Regions from separate parts of the Rattus norvegicus genome. Here regions 2 and 3 are each linked to region 1. The links are chromatin contacts, called in public Hi-C and HiChIP or PLAC-seq maps. All regions are on one chromosome and are shown on one strand. Each heading gives the region's core, a stretch centred on a gene start, on an enhancer-like site or on the middle of the called end of the contact. The rest is flanking DNA. Distances are from core to core; before and after follow the strand shown. Region 1 holds the start of Arid5b (AT-rich interaction domain 5B). Region 2 holds the start of Rtkn2 (rhotekin 2). Region 3 overlaps Rtkn2 (rhotekin 2).

Region 1 (4,910 bases), core at 1,701-4,200:
ATCATACAGCTAATTACCAGCCGTGTTAGCATTAAAAAACAAATCATGCATAATATTAGACTATGCATAAGCAGCTGAGGATTATAAATAGAGCCGCCCTCTCTCCACAAACCCCCTAGAGTTTACTTTTAAATGGCAAGATTAATTTTCTGAGGTATGGCTCATACAGTAGATACGAAATGCCTAGATCATTACAGCTCCCCATAAGGAACAATTAAAAAGAGATCGTGTGTTTAAAAACGTATCTACTCATTGTCAACAGCTCTGACAGACAGATGGGATCGTCTGTGGATTTTAGTCTTAAATCAGAATTCGCCATTTAGTTACACCAACAGAAATTAAAGAGGATCTAGTGGGGTCAACCCGGGGTCTTTTCAACAAATATTCCAATTTCAATTAAAAAAAAAGAGAGAGAGGAGAGAGAGAGAGAGTGACCACAAATATCCCATAAAACACTGAATGATTTCCTCCTGGGTTTAGTCCGAAGTCTGTTAGGCACCAGCTCTTTTCTGGATATTTAATCCTTCCCTTCTCCAGATCACAGGCCATGTTGAAGTAATAAATTTGAAAAGCAAATAATAAGAAATCAGGAAGGGGGAGGGAGAAGGAAGACAGCTGCGCAGCAAAGTTGGGTCGGGGGAGGGGCTTGAGCCCGGGGGAAGTCGCTCAACCTGTTGGTGGGCTGCAGGGGTCCCACTCTGCATCCACACAGCACCTTAGTCAGGCTGCAGGCGGAGCCCGGGAAACCGAATGCTTACACCCTAGGCTAGTCGGGGAGGGCGGGGGAGGGGTGTGTGCAGGGAGGAGGGCGGAGCTTATTTCCGAAAAGGCAGATTCCTGGGCCGAGGTTCTGACGAACTCCCTTAATTAACCAGCCGCGGACCACTGAGGGGTAATTCGATCCGGGGGAGAGGGAGTGAGCTAGCAAGGCCAAAAGTGCAATCAACTCCATCAGCTCCAGGAATTTCTGCCTGGGCTGGCAGCTCCAGGGCCCCGGAGGAGTTCAGCACCGAACCATTCATTTAACAACAGACCTACCTCGAAAGCTCGCGAGCCTGGCGCCGAGCTAGCTGCCCTCAAAAGTCTCAGTCTGATCACCCTGCTCTCTCTCGGGAGACACAAAGCCTGACCAGGGGGGCCGTGCGCCCTCCCTCCCGCCGCGCCCTGAGCGCAGACTCCCCAAAATAGTTCCCGTGTGTGTGTGTGTGTGTGTGTGTGTGTGTGTGTGTGTGTGTGTGTGTGTGTGTAAGGGGTGGGGGTAGCTATCGCTTCACCGAGCTCGGCCCTCGGACCCGGGGTGCCGGTAGAGGTGCGGTCACACCCGCAGTGACAGAGCCCGAGGGAGGTGGCCCGGTGGCTGCGCCGCGGGGTCCCCTCCGCGTCCACCCGGCGCGCAGCCTCGCACCTCACCGCAGAGGCCCCTGCACCCAGCCCCACACCCCACTGGAAGACGTCCACTTCGCGTGGAGTCACTGGAAACCAGAACATCAAATGGCTCCGGGAGGAGGGGGAGTGGGCGCGAGATAGTTCTTAATGCCGAACGTGTTTGTGCCGGTTACACGACCGCTTTGAAATCCGCCCGGGCAGATGCGCAAGTTATTTGAATGTATTATCCCAGTACCTGTCATTTATCACTTCAGTCAACACGCCTTTGCCAACTCAATTGCTTTTGATCTCATTCTGCCTCCGTTTCGTAATTTCCGCCCTCTTAAACATATCAAATACTTAAAAGAAAAAAAAAAAACGCGAACAATATCAAAACCCACTAAAAGAAAGCTACCAAGCCTAGGAGCCAGGCATGAAGGTACAACTAAAAAAAAAAAAAGCAAAAAAATATGTATATTAAAATATGTATATTAAAGCATGGGATATTAATCTTCAAGAGGAGGTAGCTAAACACACACACACACACACACACACACACACACACACACACACACACACCCTGGAACAAAACCCTTCTCGACAAGTTATTTGATCTTGACTAAAATCAGCAGTTGGACGGTCTTTGTAAAGCTGACAGCCAAACTCTGACAATGGTAAAATACTCCAGCCCCAGTTAGTGGCGCTACCCCTTTAAAAAACGAGCGGATCCTGCTCACCGCAGAACTGAATACAGTATTTTCAAGCTTGCCTTATAATACGCATTACTGGAGGGGGGGTGGATAATAAAGAAGGAAGAGAGGGAGAGATAGGTTTACCACCTCGCCATGGTCGCTATTTCGGCCTTGGGGAGTGTCTTCGGGAAGGAAATAAAGTTTCGAGCTGGATAAAAGTTGCCGGCTGGTCCTTTCTTCCCACAACAGCTGGAGCTCCGCTATGCAAATCGGATCCTTTGGCGTACATCTTACAAAGAAAAAGTCGCCAAGGGACAAGATTCTTGGTTTTCCTTCAAGGTGGAATTGAAAAGCCTTATAGAAAATATAAGGTCCGTGTAAGCCACACGGTGAGCCGACCCACTGCAGGAGGGGGAGAGAGAGGGAGAGGAGAAAAAAAAAAAAAAGCACCACGTAAATAATGTAGCCATCAAGCACAAATATCTATTCCTAGGCACATTCACACACAAGACTCTCAATACAGACCGACCCACAGATAGAACGTTGGGTGAAAAATATTACAAAACCCACTAATTTTCTACCTCCCCTAAAAAAAAAAAAAAAAAAAAAAAAAAAAACCCTCCGGGTCCTCACCACCACCCCTTCCCAGTTCCCCATATGAGGCGATAAAATTACATTATGTAGGTATGATCAGCGTAGGGATTTTTTAAAAAAACAATAAAAATGATTTTGGGGGGATGCAGAGGGTAAAAGTTTGGTAAAAAGTTTGTGGGGGGTGTGGGGGGGTGTGAGGGGGTGGGTGAGCTGGGGGGTTGGGGGCTGCCGGGGGGCGGCGGGACCGCAGGAGCGGAGGAGAGCGAAATACCTGGAGTGAGTTGGGCTCCATCTCGACGTTCTGAATTGATTGAACTCAACATTCTCTCCAAACTTGTTGGCTTGAATGGATTGCATCAGGTCCTGGCAGGGGAAAGCATTCTCTGCTTGCAGCCGGCGTGATGTCTCAATATAAAACTAAGCTCTAGCCTCCCCCTCGACACCAAAATGATTGAAAATATATCCTAATATTTCTTCGAAGACTCAATTTTCATCTCCTGTCAAAAAGATGTGGGTTTGCTGCCAAAGATGGGTTGATCAAATTCGAAATAGGGAGAAGGGCTCAGTCCGACCTCGGCGGGAAGAGAATGGATCAAGGCAAAAAGCAGACAGGAAGATGTAAAAAAAATTGAAACCCACCCTAAAACCAAGTAATGAGGGTACGTTTATCTACCCCGTTTCTGTGTCTGTGGCTAACGTCGGCTGAGATTTTTGGAGCAGACCACGTCTCCCGAGCTGCGTTGTGCATCTGACAGGACCTGCTTGTATATGTCTAATATAAAGAACATTTCCTGCAGAGATTCCGGGGCGCCGCTCCTCTTTCTAATGCTCCTTAGCAGATTTGCTGTTATTAGACATGTAGATTTGTTTGATAGTTAAATTACGTTTCCTCACTGCCATGTTTGAGAGAACTAATCTGTTAAATTATCTTCCGATGCCTATTTACACGGAAGGGAAAAGTGGGTTATCGATTATATAAACATATAAATATTAATGCATTTGTTCGCTTCGCAAAAAAAAATACTCAGCAGGGGAAAAAAAGGAAGAAGAAGAGCAGAAAGACAAGTGAGCAGTGCACACACGTCTCGTGATTTTGCAACAATATTGAACGGACAGCAACTGCATTTAGGGAGAGGAACAATAAACCGTGCATGATAAATCAATACATGCGAGCCGCGAGTCTGCTCGGAATATGAATTCGGGCTCCGGGTTCTGCGTGTGCATTCTTTAATTTTGAAGTATATACACTCGTACGTGTTTACAATGCTGATGGGCGCCAAGGGCTCTCTCAAATGATAATGTGTTTATATAACCCGGCGCTACAGGAATAATATACCGACTTCTACCCCACCCCCAATCCTTCCCGTGCCCCCCTCCTCCAAAAAAAGGGAGGGGGAGCTTTCTCGGTAATAGTTTGAAACTGAAAAAAATAATCCATTTGCAAACTAGTTAAATATCATCAGAAATTAAGCTGTTAGAAACGGGGGGGGGGTGGTTAACACATCGTAAGACAATAAAGGTTTTAAATGTGTATATTTATTGTTCTAGAGCCCTGGAGCATTGCGCGGTTTGCATGCACGGCTATTATGCAAACAGAGAAACTTAAGAGCCACAGAACAAGGAACAAGCAGGGACTGCAAAGCCCTCGCTCGCTGCGACCCAGCTGCCGGTCCTCCGCCTGGCTCGCTTGCATTTTCGCAGCGTTGATGTAAAATGGTGTACTCACTTCCCCCACCCCTTCCCGGCTCTCCTCCCACTCTTTCCAGCACCCCCCAACCTCCCCAGCGATTTTATTATATTGGCACCAATCTTTCCAGAGTGGGTCTGGCAGGCTAAAAAAGTAAACATGTACTATATGGGGGATAAGGTTTGTATAGTACGACAGTTGAAACTCGATCCGCGATAAAATTACAGGATGTTGAAATTACTAGCAAGCTATTTTTAACGCTTTCGCAACGTTTCACCTCTACCCGCAGCATCGAGTTGAGACAGGATTACTTTAATGAAAATTATATTCACATGGCTGAAGTTAATACACCCAGCAGAGCACAAACGCCTCGTCTTCGGTGATCTGGCGGTGGAAGGACCCTCTGTGTGTGTTTTGACGCTTTTTTTCCATAACGTCTGCCTCCGCTGCAGTAAGAATTAGGGCGCTGAACATTATCTAAAACACATTTTTTGATTCGGAACATGGAGAAGTCATAAAAAAAAAGGCAAGATGTATCTTGTTTCTATATACACAGAGATAAACGAAAGAAA
Region 2 (4,910 bases), core at 636-3,135, 300 kb before region 1:
CTTAGAAAGAGATAGTCCCACATCATTTCTTCTGCAAAGAGAAAGGTCTTTAATGGCAACTACCTATAGTCTATAGGTAAGTACCAAACACAGCCTCTTCTAGATTTCTTCCTAGGATTATTAATCCTGCAATACTCATCCATTTTCACATCGGTGCTCACTTTGAAACCGGTCACCTTTTTGGTTTTCTCTCTCAAGGCGCTTTGGTCTGAGTCTGAGCGCTGTGTGTGTTACAGGGTAAATGCTGTGAGTCTGACGATGAGCTCTCTGTGTACAGTTCATTTACCGTGTGTACGTCTTCATTTGTGTGTCAGGCGTGATGCCCGGCTCCTGCAGCTAATTACATCACAAAGGAGCAGCACAAGAGACCCGTGCGCTGGGTCAAAGGGCACTTCACGGGAATGGAATTCAGACCCGTGTTTGGAGACACCTGGGTGAGGTGGGCGTTGGTAATTTTGAGTTTCACCTACTTTACAATTGTGGGTCATTACGGGCTGCTAAAGTAAGAGGAAAATCACTCCTAACTGGGCAGCAGCTTCTAGAATCATCTAGTCCAGAGGTTCTCAACTAGGCAATTATCCACTTGAGAGGAAGGAATTTTATATATATATACATATACACACATATATATACATATATACATATACATATATGCACATATATACATATATATACATATATACATATATGGATAATTATATATATAATATATATGGATATGCATCTCTCTCTCCCGCCCCGTGTGTGTGTGTGTGTGTGTGTGTGTGTGTGTGTGTGTGTGTGTGCGTGTGTCTGTGTTCAGTGTTTGGGGGAGGTATGCCCACATCCTGGTGCACATGGACATTACTTTGGGGAGTTGGTTCTGTCCTTCCACCATTGGACACTGGGAATTGGAACTCAGGTCAGGAGCTTTGGCATTACGTAGGTACCTTTCCTTGCTGAGCCATCTCACTGACACACTCGATTTCTTTTTAAGAAGTACACCATTCAATTGACTGCCTTAACAAGGAGGTCTGTGAGCAAGACGGCCATATCATTTAAAGTTCACCTTGGAACAAGTGGAAGATAGGGGGACCACTGGGACAACATACCCAAGAAAGGATGTCCCCAAAATAAACAGGGCCAGACTGTTTATAGAAGGAGTGTTGCCCAGGTCTTTAATGAGGTGAGGTAGGAGGTTGATTTGGTAGAGTCTTCCCTCAGGAGGAAAACGTCCAAAGCCCTTCACATTTCCGGTACAAGATATGCCAAGGGATAATTTTAAACACTTTACAGGGGTGTGGACATCCTCTAATTAAAAGTCTAAACTGGTTAGCTCAGTGGTGAACAAATATCTTGTCATGCTTAAGGCCTCGAGTTCAGCATTTCAGCATCTCCCCCTCCTCTCTCTTAATAAAAGCCCGTGCTAACGACCAGGCTTCTGCACATTTGTTTGCTGTCACTTTAGATGTAGACAAACCCAGGGGGAGTACTCGCAAAATGTCTCATATGGTGCCTGTCTCCCCACCCAGCCTTTCAGAGCATGATCTTTGGGTGAAACCATGTTTGAGAGACAGATAATGGGGTCTTACATCCCTGACTGGTCTGTGAGGTCCAGTCAGTCCATTCCTTTAAAGAACTTCAAGCAGGACGCAAGAAGAAACCTGACAAGAAAACCACCTGTTTGAGGCTTCTAAAGGGAGACCTTCTCTAAGACTCCACCACGCCCACTGGCTGGGGCCCCGCCCACTGACAGACACAAACACACCCACTCCGCTCTGGTCCAGCCTACCCATGAGGGTCTTCTTAGTTCAGGCCCCACCCACCACAGACCCCACCCATCCGAGCCCGCTCTTATTCAAACCCCGCCCACCGCATATCCAGGCTCCGCCCACTCCCCGCCCTTGCTTAAGGCCGGCTGTAGCAGAGGGTCTGTGCAGAGTCCTCGGGTCTCGTGCTGTTCTAGAGACGGAGCGGACCCTAGTGCGCTTGCGCGGCGTCGTGGGCCGGGTTCCCCTGCAGCTCGGACTTGGTACGGCCGAGCGGTTGGTGCGGTCTGCAGCTGCAGCCCCGGGGCGCGCTTTTCAAATCGTGGTTGACGTGCGCCGAAATGGAAGGGCAGCTGCTGAGGGGCCTCGCCGCGCAGCAGGTGAGCGAGGCCGGGACTGGAGAGTGGCAGCCTGGACCGAGATCCGGAGCCGGGCGAGCTCCGTGGCGTTGCACGCCTGTAGGCTGCACCCGAGGAGGAGAGCGAGGGCCGGGGCTGGAGGAGGACGCCGGGGCCCTTCCCACCTGCGGGTCTTCCTAGGCTTGCAGAGGAGGTGATGCCCCGGGAGCCGGTCCCCGGTTTGCTCCCAGTGTCTTCGCAGCCTACGCAGCTGGGCATCTAGTGCAAGGTGCTGCTTTCAGCGATGTGGGCAAGCATCAGACTGTGGGGTGACCGCGGGGTGGACGCTCAAAAGGCATGTTCTTAGCTTTCCAGGAAGGTGTAAGTTTAAACGTGGATTCTTGAACAAATACTAGGAAAAAACACTGAGTTGCAAATAAATCCAGTGGGGTTTTTTTGTTTGGTTGGTTTTGTTTGTTTGTTTGTTTGTTGTTTAGCCATCTTTAGATGTGTTCAAAACCTTTTACATTTTAGTGTTGTCGAGAGTATTTCTTGGGAACCCCAGTCAAGAGTTAAAAGTATACTTTCTGTTCATTATTTTAGCACTTTAATTAAAAGAAGACCCTTATGCCCTTTTTAGCTCCATCTTCATTTCCGTTTTAATTTTCACCTCTTACCGGCTCCTGAAGTATAATAGTAATTCTATCTAGACGAAGACTGCAGGTTCACAGAATTTCTACTGCCTTGTTAGAAAGCCCTCTGTAATTCTCTGGAGAGTTGAGCCAGGCTTCAAGTTATTCTGCAAACCGTATTAGTAATCATAGGACCTGTTTTCCAGTAACATACAGAAAACTTTCAACTCTCTTGTGAAGTATTTCTTCTTATTTTGTTGTGTATTCTGGGTGTCCTGGTTGTCTTTTCTAAAGGTAGCCTTGAACTCCTGAGGCTCCGCTTGCCTCTACTTTCTTACTGTGGAGTTTATAGGAGTGCCCCACCAAGCCTGACTTTTGTGGAGCGGAGCTGGGGTCTAACCCAGTGCCTTGTGCATTCTAGGCAAGCCCTAGATCACCTGAGCCACATCCCATTCCTACGTTGATTGTCATCACAGCCTCTACTTTTACCGAACTGAATGAAGATCTGTCGAGTTTCCCGTAGGGATCCTGTGAGTGCTGATGTGGCCATCCAAGTGTGCTTATTAGTGTGTGCGACAGTGACATTTAAGGATGGTAGAGAAGAGAGGATGACAAAGCCGCTGGTATATATAGCAAATATATTAAGGCTTGTTTATGTAAATATGGCAAGATAGCAATTTCTAAGCATAATATCAAAATAATTAAAGTGTAGAACTGGCTTTTGTTTGGGTTTTGCAAATAAACAACGACATAGTAACTGGTTTCAACCTCACAGGAATAGTCGAGTCAGGAGCAGAATTTTAGACTTGACTTAGCATTGCATTTCTATTTGGTACTCGTCCCCTCCCCCCAAATGAAGTCTGTGATCTAACAGGATGAGACCAGAGGTTTAGTGGTTTGCACTCTGCTTCAGCCCGGGGGGGGGGGGGTGTTTCCGACTCTTCATGCACTGAGTGTTGGTTTTGGAGTGAGGTTGGGGTCAGATCCCATTCTGCTGTGTAATTCTCAATAACCCAGGCATCGTTCTGAGTCTAATTTCCATAGCTGCAGAACGGCTGAAATGCCTGTGGGGCTTGGTAGCCTCTGGATGGCAGGTGTGTAGGCTCGAGAGATGACTGTTTTTACTACATCCCTTTGTCCTACTCCTCCGAGCACCTAGCCGGTCTTCCTGGTAAAGTTTAAGCTCCTACCAAAAAAAAAAAAAAAAAAAAAAAAAAAAAACCAACCAAACAAACAAACAAAAAACCTGCAAGCGGAAATGTAGTTTGAGTAGAAACAGTTCGTCCTTATAAAGTGTTCCCAGAACACGAATCCCATTTCTCCACAGTTCCCTACCATGGTTAGTGTTAATTTTTTTTCCTGTACATAAACAGTTCAACAGTTCTTCGGTACGTAGAATTTTGTTTAAGAGTCAGAGATTAGGACTGCTGAGGTAAACATGCTTGCCGTACAGGGTGGTGACCTGAGCTTGGTCTTGCGGACCTGAGCTAGAGAGAGAGAACGCTCCCCAAAGTTGCTATCTGACCATCACATAAGTACTACGAAATGGTAAGTATCTATGTGCCTGTGTCTTACACACACACACACACACACACACACACACCTGTCTTACACACACCCCTTACACATACACCTTACACACACATACACACATCCTGTACTTGTGTGCACACACCTTACACATACACACACATCCTGTACTTATGTGTGCACACATCTTACACACACACACATACACACATCCTGTATTTGTATGCACAAATCTTACACATACACACAGCACACATCCTGTACTTGTGTGTACACATCTTACACATACACACACATGATAATAATAATAAATATTTTAGAAGCAAACATACTGCATATAAACAACTTTCCATTTTCTTCACCTACCCTCGGCTCTCTTTACCAACATGTCCTAAGTATAGTTGTTAGGTGAGTAGTCGGTTTGGTCAGAATTACTTACGCATGGTTTCTGTCTCCTTTTACCAAGCTCCCGTCCCTGCTTTCAACTTTAAAAGTCACTTCTCAGGGTTGACAGTAGGGCCCACTCTCTGCCTTTGTGCTGTTCTAGCTCTTAAAACTGTCCAGATGTCTCTCTTCCATAACCCAGATGGCCAGCTTTGAAAGTTCTCTCTTTCTGGTGGCATTAAAGATCCAATTCAGGACCCCACACCCTTTAGGGAGGC
Region 3 (4,910 bases), core at 1,303-3,802, 270 kb before region 1:
ATTTAGCTAAGAACTCCTCCCATGCCAGATACTCTGTTTCTGGTGGCTTCCCACCATTTTCTTTCTTTCTCTTTCTTTTTTTTTTTTACTCCTTTCTTTCTTCCTTCCTTTTTCTTCCTTCCTTCCTTCTCTTTCTTTTTTGTTTTGTTTTTGTCTTTTTGAGGCAGTGTTTCTCTGTATAGTCCTGACTGTCCTGGAACTCAACTCTGTAGACCAAGCTGGTCTGGAACTCAGAAATATGCCTACCTCTGCCTCCCCAACACTGGGATTAAAGGTGTGAGCCACTACCACCCAGTTTTTTGTTTTATTTTGTTTTGTTTTTGTATTTTTATGGTTTTGATAGGGGCTCAACCAAGAAATATGCTGTATGCTATGACTGACTGACTGACTGACTAACTGACTGACTGACTGATTGCACAGTGCCAATGGGTAGAAGTGTTTATAATATGTTAGGTATATTTTTCATTGTAGTTCATTCAGATTTACCAAAAATAGCATCTATGAGTCACTGAATTGATTTTCTGATCCACGAATAAGTGAATCTCAATTTCTGGTCCACAGTTCTAGAAGATTCTCTCCAACACAGATGTTAAAACCAAGACATCATTTCAGATATCATTTTACATTGGAATCCTGTTGGGTTTTGCTGGAATGGGTTTAAGTCTGTCATAAGGCATCTGTGTTGGTTACTTCTCTGTTGCTGTGGTGATACGCCGTGACTGAGGCAGCTTATAGAAAGAAGAGTTTAGTTTGGCTGAGTTCTGTGGAGTCAGTGTTCATGGTGGTAAAGCAGAGTCATGCAGGCAGGATTGGGAAACTGAGAGCTCCCATCTCAAAGCACCAAGCACAGAGAGTGCACCGGGAAGACGGGGCTTTAAAAGCTCAAAGCCCACCCTCAAGTGAGCCAACACACTTCCTCCAACAAGGCCACACCTCCTAAGCCTCCCCAATAGCGCACCAACTGGGGACAGATCATTCGAACACTAGAGACTATGAGGGACATCTCATTTAGACCACTGAAGTAGTAGAAGCATTTCTTATTTATAGAGATCATATCATTCTGCTTTCGGCTCAAATTTTATTAGGTTGGAAAGAGGTAACCAACTAGTACAGAGGTTGCATTTCTTATGAGCAACGTTGTTTTAGAACAGCCAGAACCTCCGTGGTCTCTTCCAGCGGCACCTGCATGCTGCACTTCCCCTGGGCCTTCCACCTTCTCCCCTCCTCTACTGGAAGGCAGAGGTGCTAAGATGCAGCCCCTTGCTCTCAAGGGCATTTTGGGGGTTTCAGACATCCTGAAAGGAATCGACAGTAGTGAATAGAGTTCTAAACGGGTGAAAGTTTGCTGTTTTATGAGGAGTACTTAATTTTTTTTATTCTTATCGCTTACTGCTGTGTGACCAAGGCAGATAATACATTCCCCGCCCTGCCCCCAGGAGCTTCTGACCCCATAGGATCATCATTACGGAATTCAGTACACTGATCCTTGGGCTTTGTATACAGCAGGCACTTAATAACTGCACCTTTAATTCTCGTTCCCGTTCTCCCTAGAGTTTCCCTTTCTGAGCTCTTGTAGATGCACTCCAGGCAGAGCCTTGACATGGGACATTCAATGTAGATGTGGTCTCACATTCAGGCCCCCTTTGTAATGTCATAGATGATGACAGGGACCAGGCCTGTGCTTCTCTGCAAAGCCCAGGGGTTTTCTTGGGAGCCTCTTGTTCTGTGCTCCGTTGTTGCTTTCAGGAACAAGCATCAGAGTCTCAACTCTTCTGTCACAATTGGCCTCCACTATTTGCCCATGAATTCGAATGCTAAGTTGTTGTTGTTGTTGTTGTTTTGTTTTGTTTTGTTTTGTTTCAGGTGTGTTTCAGGAACCTTTGAGTCTTTTATACCACCAAGGTCTGTCAAAAGATGTGATGATCAGATCCCTTCTCACCCAGTCCTGTTCTCTGAGGACCAGCACTGCAGGCTCACGCACAGCCCACAGACCCTCTGACATTCACTTCAGTACTGAGTAGGGAGGGGCTCGTGTATAGCACGGGTATTCAGACAGCGCAAGAGGATGACTTTTGCCTTTTAAAATACAAACCAAGTACAATGTTCCACTGTAGGCCTTTAACCAAAATGATTGCCTATAAAATACTATGTAACTAGGAGACAGTATCTGGCCAAATATAGCTATTTTTTTTTCCTTGACAAGAATGCATTTTTTTTCTGACTACCATCTAAGTAGTCTTTATTTTCCATACCCCTTGATTCCTCCCCCACCCCCAATATTATAGCAATCAGCCTTCTTGATAGGAAAAATGTAACTGATTAAACTTTTGGGAACTCGGTGTTAGGGTTGGCGCAAAGGAATGAATGTAATGTTTTACAGACAGGCTGTTAATCCTGACTCGAATGCTTCTCAAGTGAAGTCACTGTTGGTTTGGAAGATGCCCATGTAATTAGTCACGGGCTAAAAATGAAGCGACTTCAAATACCATCATAAAATGGTATTGTTGGGCTTAAAGAAGACAACGAACATGTTTTGGAGATTTTTTTTAGTACGTTCCCTGATGTGACTCATTTCCTCCTCTTATCTGGGGAATGTAGGCTTACCGAAATCTCCTCCTCTAGAACTTGCCAGTTTTCCCCTCCAACAGCCGAATTAAGTGCTTTTGCTTTGTGACTAGGACAGTGTTCTTCAGGGTTCAAACATACTTTAAAAAAAAAAAATTCCTGTCAAAACTTGTAGTATCATTTGTGATATTTTAGTTGACTAGAAGACAAACCAAATGTAAAAACAAAACAAGCAAGCCACGGGGTGGGGGGGCGGGGAGTCAGCTGAGCGGTGAAGAGCACTGGTCTTCTGTCTGTGACTGCAGTGCCAGGGCACCTGAGGTCCTCTTCTGGCCTCCGAGGGTCCTGCGTGCAGGTCACACAGATGTCCACGCAGGCAGAACACGTACCCATAAAATAAAAACGAATCTCCCAAGAATCCCTCCTGCGTCATCTTAAATTAGATTGGAGGTATAAAATAATTTCCTAACACATCTCCAGTAAATGAAGTGTCTGTGGTTTGAAACGATGCTGTTAAAAGGTTTGAGGGTGGGGAAGCTAATGTAGTTTCTAAATTTAACTAAGGGATCACTCAGCTCCTCACCCCTTCTCCCCCACAGCACACACACAACTGACCTAAGAAGAGGCCCCGGCAGGAAAGTCCTGAGGTTCCTGGGGCTTCAGAGGTCGCTAGTCACTCAGGATTCTTGTGAAAAGTGACTACTACATGGTTTGTTTTCCTTGAAAAGAACCCTATAATTTTAAGCTAGTTGTTAACAAGGGTCCTCTCGCTAGCCACCAGCAAGTCAGTTGCTTTCTCTAAACTTCCTGTTCTTCCTTTGCCAAGGTAAGCCGGAAGTCCCCGCCCCTCTGCTCCCTGGCCCGGGACATGCTGCCTCTCCCGAGTACCTGAGGAGAAGGCAAGCAGTCATGGTTCTCTGCCAGCCACTGACTTTCAGAGGTGGCTGTCAGCTATTACGGCTTAACCACACCAACCATGTCACTAGAAACTCGGGATGACTTTCAGGACTAGAATCTAGAGAAGTGAACGGGGGTGGGGGATGGGAGGGGTGAGGGGTTATTGGGTCCTGTTTCAGCTGTCGGAGGCGGGGCATGGTGCTTTGCTTCTGCGCTGACATCTTCCTCTCATGTCTTGCTTCTGCGTGGACGTCTTCCACCCAAGCCTTCAAGCTCCTCCCTATGATACGTGTGTGTGTGTGTGTGTGTGTGTGTGTGTGTGTGTGTGTGTGTGTGTGTGTGTGTGTGTGTGTGTGTGTCTACATAGGCTGCACCCCCAGATCTCTCCTCTGATGTTCCATGGTATTCCAGTTATCTTCCTTGGCCATATCCTCGGCTGGCTGTGTTCTAGCATACCCATTCTTAGAAGGAATTATTAGTGCCTTTCTTTTTCATAGTTATAGTTAGATGTGCCATTCCTAGGACCTGGAGGCCAATGACCTATGTATTTAACTTTTAGTAGTTGGGGAGTTGCATTCTCGGGCATGACCATGTTTTAAAGCCAGTGCTGGATATGGGGACAGACACACACACACACACACACACACACACACACACACACACACACACACACACACACACACACTTAGGGTCAACTGAGGAAATAACCTTCATCAGATTGGCCTGTAGGCAAGTCTGTGGAGGTATTTTCTTGATTAATGTGGGAGGGCCCGGCCCAGCCCACTGTGGGTGGTGCCATCCCCTGGGAAGCTGGTGCTGAGGTCCCTAAGAAAGCAGACTGAGCAAGCCAGGCGGACCAACCTTTCCTCCAAAGCCTCTCCCTCAGTTCCTGCCTCTATGCTCCTACCTTGACTTCCTTTCATGACTGATGATAACCTATAAGGTGATGTAAACTCTTTCCTCTCCCAATTACATTTTGTCAGGGCGTTCACCACAGTGACAGAGAAACAACCTAGTGCAAAGCTGAAGAAAAACCTTAAAACCTGTAATTCGGTCTTTGCATAAGTTTTACCAATTTGGCTGCATGAATAACACGACTTTTCTCCAGTGCTCCCAGTGCCCCAAGAGCATAGATACACAGGGTCCCCCTAGCTTTTTGTGTGAACAGCAAGAGCACAATGTTTAGCTGTGTTGGAATAACTGATCTCAGGTGATGTGTGTGGTGGTTGGTAAGAAAAAATTATAGTGTATCTCCTAGAAATATATAGGAAATATATATTATTGAGCTATTATTATATACTAAGAAAAATACATAAGAAATATGCAAGATACTATAACTTCTTGTATATAAAGTATAGTGTGTCTGTTAGAATAACCCCCAGGCATATTTGTGTATTTGGGTTTTTTTGGTTGTTGTTTTGTTTCCTTTCTTTCTTCCTCCCTCTCTT

What was found. A called contact is a pair of places that touch in the nucleus more often than the background predicts. HiChIP or PLAC-seq counts read pairs in DNA pulled down with a chosen protein or histone mark.
Region 2: a contact with region 1 is called in an H3K27ac HiChIP or PLAC-seq map of oligodendrocytes, with 2.8 times the contacts expected there. The contact joins the promoter of Rtkn2 here to the promoter of Arid5b in region 1. A contact is called at or near these places in 3 of 12 Hi-C or Micro-C datasets (frontal cortex, liver and mammary epithelial cells) and 1 of 1 datasets of contacts at active chromatin or transcription factors (oligodendrocytes).
Region 3: a contact with region 1 is called in a Hi-C map of the A7r5 cell line, with 3 times the contacts expected there. The contact joins the enhancer-like site here to the promoter of Arid5b in region 1. A contact is called at or near these places in 4 of 12 Hi-C or Micro-C datasets (the A7r5 cell line, Schwann cells, hepatocytes and 1 more).

The regions. Positions count from the first base shown.
Region 1 is chr20:20,304,754-20,309,663 of GRCr8, reverse strand. It overlaps Arid5b (AT-rich interaction domain 5B), which reads right to left and starts at 2,950. Exons shown (of 10, transcript NM_001107624.1): 1 at 2,923-2,950; 2 at 2,205-2,459. The coding sequence starts at 2,943.
Region 2 is chr20:20,605,837-20,610,746 of GRCr8, reverse strand. Rtkn2 (rhotekin 2) reads left to right here and starts at 1,885. Exons shown (of 12, transcript NM_001107625.2): 1 at 1,885-2,128. The coding sequence starts at 2,090. It overlaps LOC134483792 (a long non-coding RNA gene), which reads right to left. Exons shown (of 3, transcript XR_010060805.1): 3 at 3,969-4,910.
Region 3 is chr20:20,575,788-20,580,697 of GRCr8, reverse strand. The region is part of intron 6 of Rtkn2 (rhotekin 2); the gene reads left to right. It overlaps LOC120098810 (a long non-coding RNA gene), which reads right to left. Exons shown (of 3, transcript XR_005497346.2): 1 at 3,181-4,910; 2 at 2,605-2,705; 3 at 1,065-1,295. Among named protein-coding and RNA genes, the nearest start is that of Rtkn2, 31 kb to the left of the region's middle. Within about 2 kb of position 2,552, at least 14 of the 93 cell types and tissues checked have an H3K27ac peak or open chromatin away from gene starts, as enhancers often do. A contact at or near this core is called in the A7r5 cell line and Schwann cells, where this site is marked.